2 separate regions of the Mus musculus genome follow, and region 2 is linked to region 1. A link is a contact called in public Hi-C data. All regions are on one chromosome and are shown on one strand. Each heading gives the region's core, a stretch centred on a gene start, on an enhancer-like site or on the middle of the called end of the contact. The rest is flanking DNA. Distances are from core to core; before and after follow the strand shown.

Region 1 (4,986 bases), core at 1,236-3,735:
CTTGCCTAAAGCCTAATCTTATGGAGGCATTTTCTCAATTGAGGGTCCCTCCTCTTGAATTGATTACATTATAAAATTATTTTGAGAACCACAAATATGGATCCAACACACACACACACACACAGACACTGGGCTCTGGAAATAAACTACCATCTATTGCCATATACCTCTAGTATCGTCTTCCTTAAGTTTCAGCTTGGGTAAGTTAGTATCTGATTTTCGTAGGACTATACCCAATCCAGCTTCTAGTTCACTCAAAAGATTCTGAAGTTTAGGATCAAAGTTTCTGCTCCATTCCTGGTCCTAAATAAAAGACAGACAAGAGCAGCCATTGGTCCAAGCACTGCCAGTCAAGCTTGCTTTAAAAGCAGTCTAGAAACTAAGTCCACACATCTCTACTTCATTGAAAGTCTGCTTCAACTTTCATTTCAACAGTTAAAATTTTCTAAAAGTTATTTAGTACAGCTATTTAAGTTGATATAAGTTGTATTTCGTAACTTTATCCATTATTCAACAAAGCTTAAAGTAACAGAAGTTTGACACAATCATCAACACCATAAATTTTTTCAATAAATGAACTAAAATGGATTAAAGAGTAAATACAATAATACGTATATCTGTTTCCTTATCGACCAAATACCCATATAAATCCACAAGCACCGCACCCACCTTCAGCAACATGGGTGCAAACACCTGTCGTACTGCTTGGTAAAGGGAGTTGATAGGTGATTCCAGCATAGAAGAAACCAGAATGTTGTTATGCAGATTGCCATCTGTAATTACTTCTGGTCGGAGCTTGAAAAACACCAGCACTTTGTCTTTTGCGTCATCAAAATCAATCTAAAGTGATAAACAAAAGATGCTATGTCTTCTTCATAAAACTAAGAATTTGAAAGAAAGAGATGTTATATTTGACATGCTGTCGAATCACTACCTGCTTGGATGAAAATAGTTAAAGGCAATATATTCAAACCATCCACTTCTGATTCTCAGTGACTGCCTGGCTAAAAACTAATTCCTGCTTAATATATGATTATCATAAAGCTACACTAGTAAATATTTGTGGGCATAAAACCCTATGTATTGCTGACACTCCCAGCTAACTTTCCTACTGAATCCGACTCAGTAATCCTGCAGATTAAGACTGAAGCCCCCTCATACATGTGTACTTCCCTACTGCCCCAAAGTGTGTATGCATGTATAGACATACATACATACATACATACATACCTTGTCACCTACAGGGGGGCATTTTAAATTTTTTAAAGGTGCCTTTAAATTTGCACATGCATTTAAAACTGCCAAAATGAATGAGTCTATCTCCTAAGATTATCTTTACTGTAGCCAAAATTGTAGAGTTTGAACATCAACTTAGTATTAGAAATGGTACACAAGCTGGGTTTGCTGTGCATGGCTGTTTTCTCAGCACTGGGGAGGATCAGACCAAAGGATGACATGGTCAATAACAATCTGGACTAGGAAGCTAGACTGTATCAAACGTAAATAAATAACCAAAAGGTGAAATAAACTGACTTCACGGGAATGTACTAAATCAATACTAAAGATGTCAATTTATAGTAATCAATTTATTAACCAAAAAGTATAACGCTCAACAGATTTTTTTCCTTTTTCCTTTTTCCAGAAAGCCAATAAATTAAAGACTTATAAACCTTACTCTCTTTAGAGACGTTTTATGGCACTTTTATCCTAATTTTTAAAATAATTTGTCACAGGAAAGAGGCAGACATTTTACTGTAAAATTGTCATCTTTGACGAGGATGAAAATTATGTGAAATTCAAGGACTAGCGTTTATCAAGTTTGAAAACATAAGTACACTCAGTTATGTAACATATTAGTTGTGTTCACACTACACTGGCCACGCTCCAGTTCAAAGGAAGCTGAGAATACAGATGTCTTAAACAGTTATGCAGTCAAATTGCTAAAGGCTCAGAATTGGGAGGCCAGCCTGGAAGAACCAGGCTGTCTGAAAAGAAAGAGCTGAGGTGCCTACGGCTCGTTCCTATTTGGATGTGTGGACAGGGAAACTCCTACTATACGAAGGCAGGAACAACTTGAGCCCCAGGGCTCCTGGGCAAGGCTTGCCTAGCATGAGGACCTGGGACCTGAGGGAAGGGAGCCGAGGCCCGACCTGGGCACGAGGGACAGGGGAGGCCGCGCCATCGCCTTACCGTGTTGGAAAAGGCCAGCCCAGCTTCGGACCGCTGCACCCGAAGTAGCATCTGGTTCCCGTCGTCCAAGAAGTTGTTCACCTCCGGGCAGTTGCTCAACGGAGGCTGATCCCAGAGCTCCGGTCTCAGCCCGAAGTAATTCTGGGTGGTCGTAAAAAGAAAGAGTTTGCGGACATCTCCGAGGCTTCCCGCCATGGCCGCGGAGACAGAAAGGGACCTGGAGAGGTTCAGTGCCTTCACCACTACACTCAGCAGTTGCCAAGCTCCGTCGCTATGGCGACCGCTTCACGCCTACTGAGCGCGCACCGGAAGTAGGACATCTGAGGCCTGCAAGGTAGGCTGAGGATTCCTGCACTCATCGATTGGATGTGCTGCGAGCTCCTTCTATCCCTACATCTTCCATTCTGATGCTGAGCTCTCCTGTTTCCACTTCTCGTGCAAACCACAATCAAGTATCAGGGTCGACATCTGTGAAATGGGGAGTTAGGAGTTTACAACAAAGTTGCAGTAAGCCTTTAAAAGAGATTATTACTATTTAAAAATCACCATTTATCCAAGCATGATGGTCTACGACGGTAGCCAGAGTATCCAGGATGCTGAAACATTAGAATCCTGAGAGTTAGAGGGCAGCCTTGGGTACATAAGGACACCCAGTGTCACAGTCAGTGGAGCTGGAGAGGTACATCAGCGATTAAGAGCACTTTTTGCTCTTTTTAGTTCCCCGCATACATGAGGTGTCTAAGCTTTCCTATCCCCACTTAGGGGAGGGGATGACGCTCCGCCCTCTTCTGAACTTTGCCCATACATACAAGCAGGCAAAACACATACACATAAAATAAATACATATAAAGTAAATAAATCAAAACAAGGAAGCAAACAACTTGTTAGAAAGTTCTGTATTTCTTTATTCTTTCAAGCTATCTGCTCCTTCCAGGGTCGCTTAACTTACTACCGTTGGGTTTGTCTTTGTTGGTTTTAGTAATTTTAGTAAAACTTTAAGTCATATGTTACTATTTGTCAGGTGTTTCTAGGTTCTTGGTCTTTTATCCAAAGAAGTTAAAATAAGGATGCCCAAAGAAAGGTCCACAAAGCAGCCAAGTAAGAGACTGATAACACTGTTAAGACTGCCGATTGGGCCACAACTCTGATCACACACAGAGATCGTTCTTTAGGGCTTCTCTGTATGGGGTTTAGTAGAAGAACTTTGTTTATTAAGGTTCATGTTTTGGCTTCATTTCTATTTTTGATTAATATATTCAGGCATCGTTATTTTCCAAGGCATGTCCCTTCCCACAAGGCATCAAATTCTAATCATATGCATGCCCAATGGCATAGGCATAGGAATGTAAATAGGAGATTGTTCCTAGACATTAACAGAGCATACCAAAGCCAGTTCAGGCTAGTTAGGCCCTCTATTCTTTGTACCTGGATATATTGGGAGTCTATTTGAATGGAAACTGCCTGTATGATATTTTAGAAGTGCACAAGTTTACCTTTATCCAGAGAGCAGTGTATGTGTAGCCAGATGCAGGATTGAGGTTGCTAGAAGCATTATAGACTGGGGAGTGTGCATGCAGGTAAAGGAGATGAGCTGTCAAGTTTGTTATTGGGGGGATAAGGGATGAAGATTTATAATGCAATCCAAATGCAGGGATGCTAAACTATTACTTGTGGTTGTCTGCCACAATTACCCTACCACAGTAATGTTTTAATGACTTATTTATAATATTTCATGTGCATTGGTATTTTGCCAGATCCCCTAAAACTGTAATTATGGACATGTGTGAGATGTCATGTGGGTGCTGGGAATCGAATCTGGGTTGTCTGGAAAAGCAGCCAGTGGTCTTAACTGCTGAGTCATCTCTCCAGCCTCTGCAAATTTCTAAATAGCCAAAATAAACAAAATGATGGATTAGTTTAATACTAACTAGAGACACTGAGAAAAATCACAGATGAGGACAAGAGGCTTCATCATTTGCCTCATTGGAAACTACTAAACTGATCGTTACTCCCAAAATCCATCAGACTCAACTCCGTCTCTTGCAATCACTTCCCGCTGAGTGCGCACCCAAAGTAGGATTTCTGGAGCCTGCAGGCTGATTTCTGCACTCATGGATTGGACGTGCTGAGAGCACTTCTATCCGTGCATCTTTCCTTCTGATGCTCAACTCTAGTTTTTTCACTGCACACAATCAAGTATCAGGTTTAGCCTTTCATCTGTACGCACTGATTTAAACTGCCATTCTAAAATATATTTTTTTTAAATTAGTTTGGGGCTTTTTGTTGTTTTGGATTTTGTGTATGTCGTTTTGTTTTTAAATTTGCACTCAATAACCAGTGTCTCCTAAACTACGGTCTTTCAGAATTGGAAAAACAGCCCTTCTGTCTCTGTGAACCTTAAGATCTGAGAGTAGGAAAAGAGGAAGTTCAACTGTTCTCAATTACAAAAGTAAATAAATGAAAATGCTCAAAAGGAATCAAGGAAATGTGAGATGGGGTTCCAGCCATTGAATGGGCAGGCCACTAGGTACAGGATGATCCTAAGACTCCATGTTTTTATTGAGCTGGCTGTGGTGGCTCACTGCAGTAATATTAGTACTTAGGAGGGTTAATTGGGAGAATCACTGAGTTTGAGGCTGGCCTAGGTTATACATTAAGTTTCAGAGTAACTTGCAGAGTGAGACTTTGTCTCAAAATGAGAAGCAAAATAGCAAAAAAGATAATTTAAAAAGAAAAAAAAAAAAACTGACCATGCCACCCTACAGGTCTACATACCTCTTTCCCATGTTTTATTGA
Region 2 (4,986 bases), core at 1,784-4,283, 8.1 Mb after region 1:
CTTATCCATACCCTGTCTACATAATGGAATTCCTCCAACTCACAGGTCCTGCCTCTGTGTCTCCAGTGAAGCACAATCATAGGTGGCTGACAAGGAAGCCTTGACCTGTGTGCTGAGAGTGGAGCTCAGTCCGGGTGGAAAGCAGTGTGTGCTTTTAACTGCTGAGCCAGTTCTACAGGCTCATGTTTCTTAGGCTTAGGCGTTTTAATAAATTATTTCACTAAAAGTATTTATTTGTGTGTATGCCACAACCCCCATGTGGAGGTCGGAGGACAGCTTGCAGGAGTCAGCTCTCTCTGCACGTAGAACCCCTAAGCCATCTCTGGCCTACGATTTCTATTTTTGACCATACTTTCAGAACATATATCTTCCATGAACGTGCCATTGTACATATTTAGCACCTTATATTTACAGTCTTTCTTTAAAGATATAGGATCCCTACATTGTCTCCACAAATCATCCTCCTGCCTCAGCCTCCAAGGTAGCTGAAATAGGTGACATTTACTTTAGTACTTTACCAAACATTCGTTTTTACTGTCTTTTAATTATTTAACACATATACTCGTGTGTTTCCAATGAAATATAAGTAATTATTGAAAATAGGTCCCAGCTGCTATAATCATACTTGAATTACTCTAAACATATTTTTCAATTGATTGTTTTTAATGGTTTAGAAGTAAAACATGCTAATTTTCTTTGAAATAGTTTAAGACTGATATATCATATACAAATCTAGCTTCCACACTCTTTACCCAGATGCCCCATGTTAACAGTCTATCACACTTTGTACCAGGCGTCCAGAGATATTGCCTAGTATACAGACATGCCCAATCTGCTCAATGAGCAGTGTGTTAATCCAATGCTGATTGCTTGATTTTACTTTATTTTTTGTTGAGATAAGGTTCACTATATGGCCCAGGCTAGTCTGGTACTGTGCTCTTCCTGTTTGGATCCCTTGAGTGCTGGGCCAGTTCGATGTATGTACTACCACACCCAGTCTTAGTATAGCTCAGTATATAGTGAGGAAAATGAAAGCACTTTAGATGATTATACTTGTAGTAGAATAATAGGAATAATAGGAATTCAAATTAGAGTAACACCCCCCTTTTGGAGACAAGATTTTTCTGTCTAGTCCTGTCTGTCCTGTAGAACTCATTCTGTAGACCAGGCTGGCCTCGAACTCACAGAGTACTGGGATTAAAGGCATGTGCTACCACCGCCCAGCAATATCCCTAATTTTATACTTTCTACTTTCTTAAAAGAAAATCAGTTTGTTTTATATTCCTACCAAAATAGAGACAAAGTCTAACCATGGGACTCTCCAGACCGAATAACTGGTTTAGAAATGTACGTTTGTGTAGATGACGGCAGGGGAGAACACGTGTGTGCAGAGGTTGGAGTTGGAATTAGGAGCCAAAGGGAATGGTTTCCATCGATAGTCAGAGCTGCTCCAGCACAGCTTCCAGCCAGATGAAGGCAGATATTTACTTTCCTGATGTAAGTGGTGGGAGCCAATGGCTCAGACACAGGGTAGAGAAACGTGCAGGGGGAGAAACGACACGGAAAGCAACAGGCTAACGGTGACAATCATGCTGAGTGTCATGATTAAGGCCATCCTGTATTCAGAAATTGTCAGGCCCTTTAAAGTCCCTCAAAATTCTCAAATCCATGACAGACATATTGTACTTCTTACTGTACAGAAAAGGAAACAAAATTTATTCAAGATCATTCAGTTGTTACATGGCAGAAACAGGATTCAAAAGCAGGTTCAAGCCAGGCATGGTGGTGCACATGTTTAGCTCCAGCACTGGAGGCAGAGGGCTGTAAAGGCAAGAGGTTCTCTGTGAGGTTAAAGCCAGCCTGGTTTACAAATCAAGTTCCAGGATCGTCAGGGCTACATAAAGAGACATGTGTCAAACAACAGCAGCAACAACAACAAACTCAAAGGCAGGTCTGTAAATCCAGAATGCACCCCACCCTAAGCTGAATCAGCAGTGAAGAAATGGCCCCTTTGGCTGACACCAGGAAGACTTCAGAATAATCCTGCAGCACCAGGAGAAGTGCCCATCTTCCACCTAGAGGGGACTTCTCTCTTCCAAATATATTGCACACAATATATTGCTAATTATTAGGTACTTATGATATACCACACTTTTACGATATACTAGACTAGTAGGGTTCAAGCACAAGGCTGGCTTTACAGCTTTGCAAATAGTTCATTCAGTCACATAGGACCCTATATTCATACTGATCTAACCACACACACAGGTCTTTGTTTGCTTTTTTTGTTTTTATTTTTTTTTCTCCGTGGTGCCATGTACACTAGGCAAGCTCTCTATAATCCAGTTATATCTCTAGGCCAACAACTTTACATTTGAAATGTGTTTGTCTATGAGAACTCAAGGGATAGTAATATCTGCCCTCTCACCACAGATCTTGTCACGCACTCAATAAGGTGTTTGTAATGTTCCCTTACAACTTAGTCCTAGTGGACCTGCATGGGTGCAAAGCCAGAGTCAATGCTGCAGGATTCCACAGACTGTTGGACAGTGTGTGCAGGGGTCAAAAAGTAGAAGGTGCCGGGCGTGGTGGCGCACGCCTTTAATCCCAGCACTCGGGAGGCAGAGGCAGGTGGATTTCTGAGTTCGAGGCCAGCCGGGTCTACAAAGTGCCTTCCAGGACAGCCAGGGCTACACAGAGAAGCCCTGTCTCGAAAACCAAAAAAAAAAAAAAAAAAAAGTAGGAGGCAAGTGAGGACACAGGGACAGTACAGAAATCCATAACACATGCCACCCTTAGTCTGACAGAGAGCTTGGCACACTGCGGGCTCAGTCACCACAACAAATCGACGCTCACCTGGCCCGCAGTGTCCTCCCACTTGCAGGAAGGCCTTCTTTCCACTCAGGTTCGAACACAGGTTTAGTCTCCTGCCAGTCTTTTCTGATAGCTCTAGGCCAAGGGAGAGCCGGGGTACCGCCCCTCCCGGAGGCCCGCCCACCACACGCACAGCCACGCCCACCAACGTGTACTCACGCGAGATTTCGTCCTTGTCCTAGTCCGGCTGCTGGGCGCCGGGAGCGCTCTTTTCGACGCGGCGGAAGAGGTAAGCGGTTGTTCACTGTGGCCGCTCAGGTCTGCTGCGGGCGACGGGGCCGCAGGGCGGGGTTCTTTGGGCTGCGGTCCGCGCGGAAACGGCGCTCTTGTAGGGCCAGAGCAGCGGGCCGGAATCCCGCCATCCGCAGGCCGCACGAGGCTCCGGGTCGCTGTTGGGAGAGGCCGAGGTGTTCTGGGCCTGGAGGGCGTTTTTAGTGCCGTGTAAGGGGTCGCGTGCTGCCTGCGCACATCTCTTAGGTTACGTTCCGAAAGGGTCTTGCAGCGGGCCCACGGCGCATAGTCGACGCAGCTCACCACGTGGCCTCCAAAGCTTGTAGTCTCGGAACTGTAAAGTAGCGTACAGGTGGGAGTGATTCCTAGGAATTATCTTTGATTTACTCACAGGCATATCGTTGGGGCGACCGGGTCAACCTTAAATTTCAGTTTTGGTGGGTTAATTTAAAAAAGCAATTCATGTAGCGGGCATTTTGCAATCTAAGGTCGTAGTCACCCTGTTTTTCTTATCCTCGAAAGTTGTGATTATTTTTAGTTCTAGGATTTTGTGTAGCCTAGGAAAACTGTAGTCTTTTCTCCTTTAGTACATATGGCCGTTTTGCCTGCCTAATATTTCTACACCACGTGCACGCAGTGCTCACAGAGCCCAGAAGAGGACATCGAATCTCTTAGGACTGCTTACAGCTATTTTTAGGCTGGCATGTGAGTTCTGGGAGTCTCATCTTAGTCCATTGACAGTATTCTATTCATTTCTTTTTTGGGGGGGGAGGTTTCGAGACAGGGTTTCTCTTTATAGCCCTGGCTGTCCAGGAACTCACTTTTTAGACCAGGCTGGCCTCGAACTCAGAAATCCTGCCTCTGCCTCCCGAGTGCTGGGATTAAAGGCGTGCGCCACCACGCCCGGCCATTGACAGTATACTTAACTGCTAGGCTATCGTCTCAGCCATAATCTAAAGGTTCTTTTACACGTTGTTAGGATTACAGGCCTGTGACCATTTGATCAGTAGTGATTTTTGAGCCACTATCGCCATATCCCAACTACCCGAACTCTGTTTCAGTGTCGAGTTCGCAGCCCAGATTGGAATTAGAAATGCTACTGTGAGGCTAGGTGGTGGTTAAAGCCATGTCGGGTTTTGGGGGTAGATTTAGTGAGAAAACAAACTGCATTGGAATGTGGCTTCTTGTTTTCACTCACATATTTAAAGAAAACTATGCCATATGTGTGAGGGTACTCTGGAAGACAAAAGATCACTAACAGGGAGCTGGAGTTAACAGGAGATTGTGAGCAACCCGATGTGGATACTGGAAACAAGCCCACTCAGAGGCTTTAAAGTAGATATAAAATGTACTATCCATAGGGATTTTACAGAAATTCACACAGTGGGAAGGAGTATGCTGAACTTAGACTGCTGGTACATCATTGAAATCTGTGATTGCAGAAAATTGGGAAAGGCCGCGAAAAGTGATGGCTCAATCAGAAGTGAATTCTGTCTGTGTGGCATCGGATAGAGCTGGAGATACTGGAGACCAAAGGTAAGGTAGCTTTTGTGGGTAAACTAGAGATTCAGTCCAAATGTTCAATTTATTTTTGAGACATCTCAGTAGATAGAGCCATGGCTGCCCTCACCCAGGTAATCCTGCCCATCTACCTCTCAAGAGTTGGGATTAAAGGCATGTTACCACACCCTGCACTCCAGCAAGTTATTTGTAATGCTTGTACTTAAAATAGATAGAGAGAACCTCAATTAGCATTTATATTAGCTTGACAGTTTGATTAAAACTGTATAATTCTACCAACCTGAACATGTAGGAATGGAACATAGTTTATTTTTTCCAAGAAAACTACATTTGGGGGGCTAGTTCTGGTTTTATTGGCCC

Evidence for each region. Hi-C and Micro-C count contacts between places; a contact is called where the count stands out from the background.
Region 2: a contact with region 1 is called in a Hi-C map of CD4 T cells, with 4 times the contacts expected there. The contact joins the promoter of Taf1d here to the promoter of Dync2h1 in region 1. A contact is called at or near these places in 3 of 39 promoter capture datasets (cranial neural crest, hippocampal neurons and second pharyngeal arch cranial neural crest), 2 of 484 Hi-C or Micro-C datasets (CD4 T cells and cortical neurons) and 1 of 9 other capture datasets (adipose tissue).

Annotation. Positions count from the first base shown.
Region 1 is chr9:7,174,573-7,179,558 of GRCm38.p6, forward strand. It overlaps Dync2h1 (dynein cytoplasmic 2 heavy chain 1), which reads right to left and starts at 2,486. Exons shown (of 89, transcript NM_029851.3): 1 at 2,191-2,486; 2 at 670-840; 3 at 168-303. The coding sequence starts at 2,385. It also overlaps a transcript of Dcun1d5 not described here.
Region 2 is chr9:15,303,181-15,308,166 of GRCm38.p6, forward strand. It overlaps Taf1d (TATA-box binding protein associated factor, RNA polymerase I, D), which reads left to right and starts at 3,034. Exons shown (of 7, transcript NM_029248.2): 1 at 3,034-3,103; 2 at 4,548-4,641. The coding sequence starts at 4,574. 4931406C07Rik (RIKEN cDNA 4931406C07 gene) reads right to left here and starts at 2,987. Exons shown (of 9, transcript NM_001199485.1): 1 at 2,857-2,987.